Regions from separate parts of the Sus scrofa genome. Here region 1 is linked to region 2. A link is a contact called in public HiChIP or PLAC-seq data. All regions are on one chromosome and are shown on one strand. The core of a region is the stretch at or near the end of the contact, and the rest is flanking DNA. Distances in the headings are between cores, read along the strand shown.

What was found. HiChIP or PLAC-seq counts read pairs in DNA pulled down with a chosen protein or histone mark.
Region 1: an H3K27ac HiChIP or PLAC-seq map of alveolar macrophages shows a contact between it and region 2. The contact joins the promoter of IQCG here to the promoter of LRCH3 in region 2. A contact is called at or near these places in 1 of 47 Hi-C or Micro-C datasets (heart right ventricle) and 2 of 2 datasets of contacts at active chromatin or transcription factors (alveolar macrophages and skeletal muscle).

What each region holds. Positions count from the first base shown.
Region 1 is chr13:134,582,811-134,589,666 of Sscrofa11.1, reverse strand. IQCG (IQ domain-containing protein G) reads left to right here and starts at 1,545. Exons shown (of 10, transcript XM_021070200.1): 1 at 1,545-1,768; 2 at 4,500-4,573; 3 at 5,586-5,853. The coding sequence starts at 4,566. It overlaps RPL35A (60S ribosomal protein L35a), which reads right to left and starts at 1,379. Exons shown (of 5, transcript XM_003358773.4): 1 at 1,308-1,379; 2 at 643-687; 3 at 296-448. The coding sequence starts at 653.
Region 2 is chr13:134,403,288-134,410,441 of Sscrofa11.1, reverse strand. It overlaps LRCH3 (leucine-rich repeat and calponin homology domain-containing protein 3), which reads right to left and starts at 4,365. Exons shown (of 21, transcript XM_013982361.2): 1 at 4,059-4,365. The coding sequence starts at 4,320.

The DNA of each region.
Region 1 (6,856 bases), core at 296-2,795, 180 kb before region 2:
ATAAATAATACGTTCATGCATGTATACAACTATATAAGAGTCCAACGAAATGAATTAAGGTACATGAAAAGGGCTCTATAAAACCTTAAGATCATAATATACAGAACTGACTCCTTCCTTGAAAACACTTAACAGCTGTACTTTTTCTAAGTGCAGAAGACACCTACATCCAACACCACCATGATGTTCCATAAAATCCAAAGTAGACTCTACAACAGTACCAATTACTTTACCAACTTCAAATGAGACAAATCAAGTACAACTCAGAAAATATAAAAATACTACATAAACTTACTTCTTTGCTTTGTACACATAAGCACATCTCTTGCCTAGATAAAATTCAGTTTCATCTCGGGCATAAACACCTTCAATTTTAAGAAGAGCTGTGTGCTCCCTCTGGTTCCGGAGACCCCGCTTATAACCAGCAAAAATGGCCTTGGACCACAACCTACGACAAAATATATCGTTAACCATAAGCTGTTAAAAGATACCTCAACTTCGATAAACCACAGGTACAGATCTGACTTGTGATGATGACCCGTGTAGCAAACATTTTTTCCCCCACCAATTTTAAGCTCACGTTTAGGTTCAAGCGTAATAAAGAGACTGCAAGTACAAAGCAATGATATGTGAAACGCATACCTTCCCGACATATTTGCTGGTTTTGAAGTCCTGCTCCCAGGAGGCCTTAAAACAAAAATAATCAGTTTAAAATCTTGTATTCGCACGTTTCCTACCTAGTCTCCTCAGAAAAGGACCCCTAAGTCAGATAACAGCTAAGCAAACTCCAAAATGAGACAAAAACGAAAAGTGGTAAGACAGTAAACTACAAGTAACTTCTAGAAACTCCAAAAGGAAGTCTTAAGAAAATTCACGCCACGGTCAGTAGGAGAAAATGAATATCAAAGAAAACAGAAGCACGCAAGGAACAAGGCTCTTAAGCACAGCATAGGAAAGAAAGGCTAAAAAGAGATCGTAAATACGCAAAGCCAGGTTTAGAGAAAGAATAAATGGACAAGGAACCCTGCCTAAAGGAACGACTGCTTCAAAAGGGCAACTGCTGCCAGACAGAATCCATCTCTGTTCCTCCAGGAAGCAACTCCGATTACGGGAGCACCCGTTCACAGACGTCAGGGGACCAGCACCATCAGTCCAATATCTCCTCCATCCTGTCCTCCCCGTTGCTAGAATCCATAAATATCACTAGCTGGCAGAGACCCGGCGATGCAGCAGTGCCTCGCTGAGGCAAAAACCGAGTCCATCCCAGTCATTTGCCCTCAAAGTTCAGCTGCCAGAGCTAAACTCACCTCCACAGGCTCCAAGATGGCTGAAAGAGAAGGGGGAAGGCCCCGCCGCGGAGCCTTGTGGGTAAACACCTATCTGCCCCGCCCCCATTTAGGCATCTTCCGCGACCGCCAAAAAAAGAGCCCGAGAAATCGTCTTCTGACTAAAATAAGCCTCGTTCAAGAGCATTCGTACAATTCTTTCCCTGAGTCCTTTTATCTTTGTAAGATGCGACCCGCATTATTTTGGAGCAGATGGAGGCAAAATGGTAGCCAGCTAAACGAGAAGAAAGGCCCTCCGAAGCTTGCGTTGCCACAGAAACACCTCAGCGTCATTCCCGTGTGCAGTAGTTGAGGTGAAGCCGCTCCGGTCCTCCAGATTTGATTCGCCAACAAGGGAGTCTCTTTCCTTCTCTTCACAGTGGAATAGAGCGAACGGAGACTCTCGGGTTCTAGCCTGGAAGAGAAAGCCCGCCAGCACGAAGGCAGGAGGAGGGAGGGAGTTCTCTTTACCTCCCCTTCCCATCCCCTTCCTCCTTTCCTCGTACTCCTTTATTTCTTTCAAGAAATGACTTAAGTTCTTACTTCCATTCTTTCATTTTGTCTTTGGGGTGAAGAGCACTGCCCTCAAAAGGCCTCCTTCCCTTTTTAAAATAATTCCGTCAGCCGCCAAGCTCTCAGTGAGCGCAGTACCGTGCCCATGTGTAATAGGTCTTAAGTAAATACTTGCAGACCAGAGTTGGATAGATTAGTTGAGTCAGAGATTTAATTTCCTAATTATTGCACATTTATTTGGGTTGCTCAATGCATTTATTTCTTTTTTTCAACAAGTAGTTTTAATGACTGACTACCATGTACCAAGCTTTGTTCTTGGCTCAGAAAACGCTGCAGTAAGTAAAACGGCAGAAATCTCTGCCTCATGGAGCTTACATCTAGTAGAGGGAGCAAAACAAGTGAATAAAATATATACTACATTAGAAGGTAATGTAAGGTGTTCCCGTCGTGGCCCAGCGGTTAAAGAATCTGACGAGCAGCCAAGAGAACTCACGTTCGATCCCTCGCCTCGTTCAGTGGGTTAAGGATCCAGCGTTTTTGTGAGCTGTGGTGTAGGTTACAGACACGACTCAGATCCTGCATTGCTGTGATGTAGCCAGCGGCTGCAGCTCGGATTCAGCCCCTAACCTGGGAACCTCCATATGCCCTAAAAAGCAAAAAAAAAAAAAGTAATATGAGAAAAAAATTAGCTATAAAGATTGGTTCCAGAGGGGGCCAATGGCAGATACTTAGCAAAAGCCAGTGATTTAAAGCTGATATCTGATGGATCAGTGGGACTTTACAATTTGGAGAGGGGCAGGGAGAGGAGTGCAAGTTGAAGGAGTAACACGTGCAAAGACCTTGAGTTGGAAGGGAGCATGATTCCATAGAAGAAAGAAGCCCACTGAAACTGAGGCCATGAGAGCAATAAAAGGGCAGTGCTAGGTGGATCTGGAGAAGAACAGAGGAACCCAGGTCATGCAAGTCTTATGGTCCAAGTTGAGAATTTTAGTTTTTGTCCTAAGGTAATAGAATCCATTGAAGGGTTTTAAAGAGAGATGTGATGAGAGTTTCAATTTGAAAAGGTCAGTCGTTCATTTAAAAAAAAATCGCTTTTAATTTAGAGGCTGTTAGGAGTTCCTGTTGTGGTGCAGAGGAAACGAATCCAACTAGGAACCATGAGGTTGTGGGTTCAATCCCTCGCCTCACTCAGTGGGTTAAGGATCCAGCGTTGCTGTGAGCTGTGGTGTAGATTGCAGACATGGCTCGGATCTGGCTTTGCTGTGTCTGTGGCCTAGGCAACAGCTCTGATTAGACCCCTAGCCTGGGGACCTCCATATACCTCGGTGCGGCCCTAAAAAGACAAAATAATAATAATAATAATAATTTAGAGGCTTTTAGAGTAGTTCAAGCAAGGAACAACAGATTCAACATGGTGTTGGGGGGATATGGAAATAGAAAGTAAAATCCATAGGATGTGGTGATGCTTTGAACTGGGAGAATGCTGATGTCACGATGAAGGAGGAAGCAGAAATGACTCCTAAGTTTTCAGTGTTGAGCAATGAGAAGCCAGAACAGCACAAAAGTACTGGGTTCTGCATAAGTGTAGCCCTATCTTACCTGTGTGAAGCACACTCACCTAGGCCCCAGGCCCAAAAAATGGAAAAATAACACAGCAAAGAACAAAATCTTCTTACCATGCTACTTCCTCCTAAGACTGCGCTTATACCAGAAAATTTGGCTAGTTTGGAATCTTTTTCAGTTTACATAAAAATTCTTTAATTTCTGTGTATGTTTGTTTCATGAGACACATTTGTACCACCCTCCTCAGGATCACTTTATTGTGGCCAAAATCACACTGTAAACTTATCATTTGCTATTGATTCAGTACAGAGGAAATTTCTCCATAGGATGTTCTCATTGTAAAGCTTATTTAAGCAGAGAAGCCTTTGATTTACTGAGGAAGGGTAACACCTTGATAGCAGTTTAAACTAATTTTTCAGGTTAAATATAGTTTTTCTAAGTGGAAGCTCAATTGTTTTTCTAAGTCTGTTAACTGACAGATAAGGGGAATGCAGCAAACAAATTAAATATTTTAGTAATCAGAATAACAGAAAAGTAAATCTGTTATAAAACTATCACCAACCAATACTCAGAATACAATAAAAAACAGGGAGTTCCTGTTGTGGCTCAATGTTATCAAACCCTACTAAGATCCATGAGGATGCAGGTTCGATCCCTGGACTCTCTCAGTGGCTTAAGGATTGCCATGAGCTTGGTGTAGGTTGTAGATACACCTTGGATCCTGCCTTGCTGTGGCTGTGGTGTGGGGCAGCAGCTGCAGCTCTGATTTGACCCCTAGCCTAGGAAATTCCATACGCCTCAGGTGTGGCCCTAAAAAAGGAAAAAGAAAAAAAAAAAAAACATAAGAAAAGCCATGTTGGACACTTACTTACCTTAAGAAACTCAAAGAGTGCCAATAAGTAAGCTGACTATTTAATAGACCTGCAGCACATGATGGCAATGGTTCTTCCATCTCTGGGACTGTTCTGCTAAGCAAAAAGTGGGATAAGCTACAGCTCTTCTAACTCTTTAATTTTCTCTTAATGAAAGGGCGTAGAAATAACTTAAATTCATTCAGCACTGCCTTAAACTAATCTCAATGTTTTCTTCCCACTTTAGGTGGTTGCATTTTTTTTTTGAAATTATAAATGTACTGTGGAGGTTAACAAAACTAATTCAAGAAGAATGGAAGAGTATGTTCCAATTTCCAATTTATTATATATATAATAAATAATTATATAATTATATGTAAATATATGTTATACACACACACACATATATTCACGTATAATGCCTTAGGGAGATCTCATAGGTGCAGCCCTAAAAAAAAGCAAAAAAAATGCCTTATGTTAAATATCTGTATTATTTACCTATGGATGTGTAACAAAACTTAGTGACTGAAAGTAAATCATTTATCATTTTATACAGTTTCTGTGGGTCAAGAATTTGGGAGCAGTTTAAGTGGTTGCTTCTGTTTTGGGGTCTCTCAGAATTTGAGGTTGGCCAGGGCTGCAATCATCTATAGACTTGACTGGGTCTAGAGGATCCACCTCCAAGATGGCTCTTTTACAGAGGTGGCAAGTTGATGCTGGCTGTGGGCAAGAAGCTTTAGCTTCTTAGCATCAGGAACCCTTCACAGGACTCCTTATGTGTCCTCATGACAAGGAAAGTGGCTTCCCACACAGCGCTATGAGAAAGTGATGGAGAAGCTTTAATGTCTCAAAATCACCTAGCCTTGGAACCCACAGTATCATTTTAGTTACATAGGTTAGTCCTATTCAATGTGGGGAAGACTAGACAAGGGCAGGAGTACAAGAAAAAAATCATATGGGTCACCTTGGAGACTGGCTGCTGTGTTTCATCTTCCAATAATCGAGACAATTTTGGTTAGTATCTAAAGATGTTGCTAGAAAAAAAGTTTATTTTGGCTCAAGTTCAAATTGATTAAGCATAGTCAGCATAGCCAAATAGCCTGGGCTACATATCTTTATCTTTATTAAATATGAAGTTACTTGCCTTTGGTAGGTGAGAATGTCACTGTGAAGTATTTAGCAGAATCAGATGCAAACTACTTTTGTTCATTATGTTGGTTATATTATATGATAACATGGACTTTGCAGGAGCCAATCTACATGCTGCCTGCGCTTTTAAGTAATTTTTAAACATTTAGCGGCTGAATTATTTTTTCTTTTATTCTTTCTTTAGAGGTCAACAGGAAACCTCAAATCTTCCTCCAGATGTTTGGCACTCTGAGGTGACAGTGTCAGTCACAGGGGAACCACCTACTGCTGCAGAAGAAATTGAAGAAACAGCCAAAGAGACAGCCAGAGAAATCACACCAGAAATCACAAAGCCACTCTCCATTGTAGATGTGCTGAGGATCTCTGCAGTTCTGGAGGACACCATAGACCAGCTCTCCATTCTAAACTATATCATGCCAGTTCAGTATGAAAAAAGACCAAGCAGCAGCATGGTAGATACACTCACTATTACTTAATTTTAGCTTTCCTTTCTTTTTGTTTCCCCATCATTTTCAGTACCTACGCCATTAAGTTTAACTTGGGAAATAACACCTTCATATCAGGTGAAGGGCTACAGTAAATATCTGAGATGCTTACTCTCAATTAATAGAGTGAAACAGACATAGCTTTAGGTGCATTACCAGTCAGAAAATCCATTTCTTCCAATATGTTGGCATTATTCTATTTTTTTTTTTTTGTCATTTTTTGGGCCACTCCTTCGGCATATGGAAGTTCCCAGGCTAGGAATCGCAGCTGTAGCCACCAGCCTATGCCAGAGCCACAGCAACATAGGATCCCAGCCACGTATACAACCTACACCACAGTTCATGGCAACGCTGGATCCCTAACCCACTGAGCAAGGCCAAGGATTGAACCCAAAACCCCATGGTTTCCAGTTGGATTCATTAACCACTGAGCCACGACGGGAACTCCTGTTGGCATTATTCTAAAAGGCCTATAGAGGATTTCCCGTCATGGCTCAGTGGTTAACGAATCTGACTAGGAACCATGACATTGTGAGTTCGATCCCTGGCCTTGCTCAGTGGGTTAAGGATCCGGTGTTGCCGTGAGCTGTAGTGTGGGTCGCAGACACGGCTCGGATCTGGCGTTGCTGTGGCTCTGGCGTAGGCCGGCAGCTACAACTCTGATTAGACCCCTAGACTGGGAACCTCCATAGCTAAATCAGTGTCAATACTATATAATATATATATTGAGGCAATCTGCTAAGTAATTGCATTATCTCCCCTATCTTGTATTTCTCAGATACTAAAAGCTAACTGAAAACTAGGGGGAGGGCCTTTAACTGGACCCTCTCGACATTGCTTTAATCTAAAATGACTTTGTTATTGCTAAACATGTTATAGTATGCTTTTCTGAATATCCAGCCATATCATGGTGTCAGCCATTACATTTTCAATGATGTTCTGGATTCCTCCTCAAAGCACCACTGAGATA
Region 2 (7,154 bases), core at 3,116-5,615:
GAGGTTAGTCTCTTATTTTTCTTTCCACTATATTACCTAGCATAATGCCTTACACAAAAAAGTTTTGCTACTATTAGACAATTCAAATAATCTTTACATCTACTTATTCCTCCACTAGCTAGATTCCCTTGAGTTCTTCGAGGACAGGGAGTGTCTTGGTCCTCCATGTATATCTGCTGAATGAATGACTGTGATTTAGTCTTCTTATTTCCAAACCTATCATCAATCTAGCTGCCTTAAAGGCAAAAGGTAGCTCTTATATTCTTTAATCCAACTATTTATTCTGACCTAACTGACCTCTCCACAACTTCATCAAAAGCAGTCTCACTATAATAGTCCGAACTCTTACATCGTGTCAAGAAGTCTACTCAAATTAAGCAGGCAAGGGAATTTATTAGCTTGCATAATTTGAAAGTCCAAGGAGGAGTTCCCGTCGTGGGGCAGTGGTTAATGAATCCAACTAGGAACGATGAGGTTGTGGGTTCCATCCCTGGACTTGCTCTGTGGGTTGAGGATCTGGCATTGCCGTGAGCTGTGGTGTAGGTCGCAGATGCAGCTCGGATCCCGAGTTGCTGTGGCTCTGGCGTAGGCTGGTGGCTACAGCTCTGATTCAACCCCTAGCCTGGGAACCTCCATATGCGGTGGGAGCGGCCCTAGAAAAGGCAAAAAAAGACAAAAAAAAAAAAAAACAAAAAAACAAGAAAGTCCAAGGATACCACTAACTTAAGGCGTGGCTACTGATCCAAAGGTTCAAACATTATCATTCAAACTTGGCCTCACTCTTTCTATCTTTTGGCTCTGCTTTCATTTATTGGTGAGCTCCAGGCTCACATTTTATTATCTCAGCAACCCCAGGGTTCAAAGCATGCCTCTTTCTCAATAGTTCCAATAAAAACTTCAGAATTAACACTCTTACGTGCTTACTGGAAAATATGTCCATCTATGAACCCATCACTATTGCCAAAGGGATGGACTACACTGACTGGCAAGCCTGAGTAATGTGCACACACTTCTGTTGTCCACTGCCCAGAATGGCTTTCCTTCTCATTTCTGCCTCCCTAAATCCAAGTTAAAACTGTTCTGCCCTAAAAAGTTTCCCCTGATTTAAGATCTTCGTTGTCCACTGAATTAAGTAACTTATTCCCAAATAAATATTTCTGTTTTACTAAAGATCTACCTTTTAAACAAACAGGAAGGAAAGTCTCAGGAAAATGTTGCATGATGAATTTTATTTTATTTTGCTTTTTAGAACCTCGCCTGCAGCACACGGAGGTTCCCAGGCTAGGAGTCAATCAGAGCTGCAGCTGCCAGCCTATGCCACAGCCACAGCAATGCCAGATCTTTAACCCACTGAGCAAGGCCAGGGATTGAACCCGAATCCTCATGGATACTGCTCAGCTTCATTACTGATGAGCCACAACAGGAACTCCAAAGAATTTTAATCATGTCAAGTTATAAACAGTATAGGTAATATGTGCTGTTTCTTAAAATGTAAAGACAGCAGCTCTACCAGATAGAGTCTATACATTAAGAAAGAACAGACTGCGTGGCAGTTTTGATAAATATAGCACTCATATAATTTTCTTGGCTTTAAATTTTCTATAGGGTCTGAACAAAACATTTTAGCTAACATAAGGTGGGTCTGAATTCAAAGTACCCCGTGAAACAAGTAGATGATGGTTTTAGTGTTACCTCAAACAGGATCTGAATCAGGCTCAAGTCCTGGCTAATACCACTTTCCTTGGCCTTTAGCTACAGGTGTTTGAGCAAACTCTCCAAACTTGGTTTCACTATCTGTAAAAGCAGTAATGGTAATACCTATCTGTACCTAAGGAGGCTGTGTGGTATAGTGCAGAGAAGAGTAATAAGATGGACCCAGGCTGAAAGTCTACCACTAGTACTATTTATATGACTCTGAGTGATTTCTCATCTATAAGTTCTGAGTGATTCCTCATATGCAAATTTGGGATAATAATTTTTTTTTTCTTTTTTGGCCTCCCTGTGGCACATGATGTTGCCCAGCCAGGGATTAGATCTGATGCACAGTTGCAGGGATGGAACCTGTGTCCTAACACTGCAGAGACAACGATACCACAAGGACACCAATCCCGGTGCGGTGCACCACAGCAGAAACTCCAGGATAATAATATTTAATCCACTGATTGTTAAGCACTTAGAAAGGCAATGTATTTTAAAACACCTATGATAATGAATAGGAAACAGTGAAAACTCAATAATGTTATCCACATAAAATTAGACATTTAAAATAATTCAGAGACTAATTCACTATTTTTGTACTTAGCAAGGGTTGCCAAAGATTACTTATACTTAATAAGTGATATTTCTAACATGTCAGAAATGAATCTAGTCTAGTAGGTTATAAAGCACCTTGTAAACTTTTTTTTCTTTACACTTTTTGACCAGATAAAATGTTAACCAACAAAAAATTTGGTTTATGAAGAAACTTAATATTAAAGTAATAAAATAAGTGTAGATACTAATGAATTAAAAATTCAGAGCATGGTAAGGGAAAAACTCATTGGGATTACTTATTCTTCTGTATAAATGCCGTTGGGTTTTGTCGGTTAATAAAATATTTCTTAAAGGCAAAACACATTGTTCCTTTTAGAACTATTTAAAAGCAGGTAAGATAATGAGCTCGATAAACTCCTGTAATCACCTTGTTCTTTAACTTCAGGCTTAATGTAGTAATACTGAAATGACACCAATAAGAAATCACTACTCCATCCATCTCCTGAACAGAATCATGAAATCTGGGGTATGAATGACAATTTTAGATGTTTACTATCAGAACATATGTAAAAGCCAAGTGGCTGTTCATATTTAGATCAGCAGGAAAGTTTAATTTTAATGTCATTCACTAAAAAATACAAAGTATATTCAGTACAACTGTTTTCAAGAAGAGATTATAAACAAGTAGGCATCTGATTTTTTCAATTTTACACTAGAGGAAAAATTTATTTGGAAAGAATAGTTTCTTGAAGTAGTTTAACAGTTCTGTTTCTTTTTCTAACATGAGTCAGTTATGTGTAATACTTATCAATCTTAATGAGTGCACAAACATAGGAAAGGTTAAAACACAAAGTTCTACACATTCTTTGGTTGCAAAAACATATGAAAATAATTACATCATACCATACTATAAGTAAGGGGCTTTTTTTCTCCTTTATATTGATTCCCTTTTTAATCTACTCCCTGAGGAAGCTATATTTTAAACACAAGAGAAACATTATGCTGAACACCTCAGTCACCAGAGATTGTTCTCTACAACCAAGAAAATCAGATAATACTTGATTTATTATCTTTTCTGTGTTCAAAAATAAGTATACGGTAAAGTACTGGGGGGGGGGTTAAAAAGCATTAAATACAGAAACGGTAGGCAACCTATGTTTATCTTTTCTAAACAGTTTTCTTCCTTCAACTTTTCTGGAGGCCGCATGAGGAGAGAGGAAAAGAGTGGGTATCTGAAGGTGGGCTCTAGTTATTTTCACAAGTACACTGGGTAAGTCAGCTAGATGAAGGGGAAAGAGAAAAAAATTAAAGCGTTCGGGTTCACACTAAAAACACAACTCTTATAAAAAGAGGCCAGTGCAGAGAGTCATGCCCCCCTGACAATGCAGTGACCAATGCTATTCTGACCTATCATGAGCGCGCTACAATCCCAAATCTTAGCAAGTCAATCTGGCATCCCAAATTCGAAAGGGCCTGAAGAATCCCGGCGGAGCAAGGGTCTAGCTCAGCAGTGGCAGAAGTTAATTTTCTAGGAGAGTAAGACTACCCGGCAGTCCTCTACGGTGCTCTTCCCCCGCCGGGGAAGGGGGTGTTACTGTCCGCCTGGCCCCAAGCTCGGGGTCTGGCCCGCAGGCCCCGGGGCTGGGTGGGTGGGGGCCGCCAGCTTCTCCCCGTTGCCCGAGTCCCGACTCGAAGCTACGGGACCAGTTGCTGTAACCACTCGCGATTTCCCCCCCATAGGCTGGGGCCGCCTCTGGCTATGCCCCGGGCCTCCTGTAGGCAGGGATGACCCCCGCCCCACTCACCCGCACGGGTGGTGTCCGTCAGGTCGTGGTTGGCCGCTCCCCGGGGAAACTCCCTCAGTTTCCGGCCGCTCAGGCTCAGCACCCCGGTTACCGCCGCCTCCTCCAGCGCTCGGTCGAGGGAGCGGCTCCACGAGCCCGGGCCGGGACCAGGGCCTGTGCCGGAGTTTGGGCCGCAGTTAACAACGGAGAGGTTACCTCCCGACGTTCCCGGGCCAGAGTACTCTGTAGCCGTGGCCACAGCCACCAACCCTGCGGCCGCCATTTCCTAGCCGACAACTCTCTGGCCCGCCCGCGCAGCGCATGCGCGGCCAGATGATGGGTGGGCGGGGAAAGGGGCTTGCAGACCCCGGACGGGTCCCTTGATGGGCTGGGCTGCAGGGCCCCTCCGCTTACCCCGGCGCTAGCCCCCGCCCACTTGAGGTTTCCAAGCGAAATTAAAACGGAACTCACAAATTGGGAGCGGCGCCCTGCTCTAGTCCCAGTAACCTATCCGACAAGCCTCTATAAAAATACTTTTCAGACCACGCTCCTCACCAAAACTTCTCCACCGTCCTCCTTCAGTACTAGATTAAACATTAAGGCTCAATACCGTTGGTGCCAGAAATTTGGGTGGTGAGATGAGAAACATTTCCTGACTCCTGTCATTCTATAAGCCAAATGATCTCAATGGAGACTTGCAGATTTATTAACTATTATTGCCCGAGAGGAAAAGAAGTGTTAACCTGGCTCTCAAATGTCATAATTCTCACTGAAAGGGACGTATAGATATTTTAGGCCTTTCCTTTTACGAAATAGTTTAACGAAAATAAGCACCTTAAATAGTATCTGTCCCTTAGGCAAGATTGGTGAATAAAGCTGGGTGAGAGGTATTAAAGTTCAAATTTTTGGTCTGGAACCAAAATTGAGAAATATAAAATGATCTGGCCATAATCTACACGTAGGGCTTAGAGACAATTTTAAGAAATAGTCAAAAAAAAAAAGTTACTGAAAAAGTAGAAAATACTACATTTTAAACCAATTAGAGCTCATATATATTGCAACTAGTCCAGCATATTGCTGCTTTAACACACTTAAGCCATTCCTGCTAAATGATGTACATTTCCCCTACAATCAATGAACTTTTACCATGGGAAATAGACTGTCAGATACAGTCCTTTTCTTAGATTGTAATGTAATTAGAATCCGGACAAATAAACCAATTAGATTAAAACCACAAAAAAAGGGCCTAATAGGGGTGGTGGGGATTAACCACCAGAATTCAGTGAAATGCAGTCATAGATGAGGTTTTGAATCAAATCTCAAGGATTCTGATGTGAGGTATGCTGGAAGGTACATCAGCATCAACACATCCAGGTGTGATTTCTAATGGTACATGCGGAGAACATCACCACAGGCCATAAAGATCATGTCAAAGAGCAAAAGAAAATAAGGTTGGAGAGAGCCCGTCCATCATTCATGGTGCAACTCTTCAATGAAACCTTAATTAGTACTTGTCCAACTCCTAAATGCAAGGGATTGCAAAAAAGGTGGTTTTTTTTTTTTTTTTTTTTTTTTTTTTTTTTGTCTTTTTCTAAGGCCGCACCTGTGGCATATGGAGGTTCCCAGGCTAGGGATGTGATTGGAGCTGTAGCCACTGGCCTACACCAGAGCCACATCAACGCAGGATCTGAGCCATGTCTGCAACCTACACCACAGTTCATGGGAACGCCAGATCCTTAACCCACTGAGAGAGGACAGGGATGGAACCTACAACCTCATGGTTCCTAGTTGGATTCGTTAGCCACTCAGTCACTATAAGAATCCCTGTAAAAAAGTTTAATCTCAGTACCAAAGCTGATCAGTAATGGTTGCTCAGATCAGTAATGGTGGTTCTGTGAACTTTTTTTTTTTGGCCGCAGTGGGGCACATGGAAGATTCCAGGCTAAGGATCAAACCCACACCACAGATCCTTAACCTACTGAGCCACAGGGAACTCCTAGCCAAGTAGATTTTAAGGCCCTTAATATGTTAAACTCTACAATTACCTTCCATATCCTACAGTTGAATATATCAATAGTTGTTTTTTGTGGTTTTTTGCCTTGCCTGTGACATACAGAAGTTCCTGGGCCAGGGATAGAACCCCTGCCACGGCAGTGACCCAAGCCACTGCAGTGACAATGCCAGATCCTTAACCTACTGCACCACAGAAGTCCAACCTTAAGCCACTGCACCAAAAGAAGTCCATCTTACTTTAAATATAGTAAGAATGAGTGGGAAGAAGCAGAGATGGAAGATGGGTTATGTCCTAATACAACAGAGGTTATGTTCTAATACAGAAAGTTAGGAGGAAGAAAAAAAAACAATTTTTCAGAGTTCCTGTCGTGGCTCAGTGGTTAATGAACCCAACTAGTATCCAAGAGGATGCAGGTTCAATCCCTGGCCTCGCTCAGTGGGTTAAGGATCCCCCATTGCCATAAACTATGGTGTAGACCGCAGATGCAGCTAGGATCCCGAGTTGCTGTGGCTATGGTGTAAGCTGGGAACCTCCACATACCATGGGTGCAGCCCTAAAAAGACAAAACAAAACAAAACAAAACAAAAACTACAATTTTTGAGAACAGGGTGTTAATGAAAGCAAAATATCTGTAGATGTTTAAGTCTGCAGATATTTGAAGGCCAAAACAAAAGCCTGTGGATATAGGAAAAATGAAGGTGTTATACATATGCTACTACATGAGAACAAGTCCTATGTAAAGAAGGGCTGGAAGAAAAAATGATAGGTCAAGGTGTTAAATTTGAGACTTCTAAGGATCTATAGTTTCACCTACATAGTCAAGGTAGAATATGAGGGAATTCTCATATTACTCCCTCAGTCTTCTCCATAAAGCAAAAGATCATTGACAAGAATGAGGGGGTAGGAAATGGAGTCATTGTAGGAAGCTGACCAAAGAGACTAGTGATTAAGAGAAGTAATGAGAAACAGTTGCAAAAGGGCTGTGAGCACAAGGGCAAGGGATCTACAACTCATTCTACTGCTGCTCCGTGTGGTCTGGAAGCAGGAGATGGAAAAATTGGCAATGTGAGTTACTGAATGTTAGGAATTAATATAACTTCCCT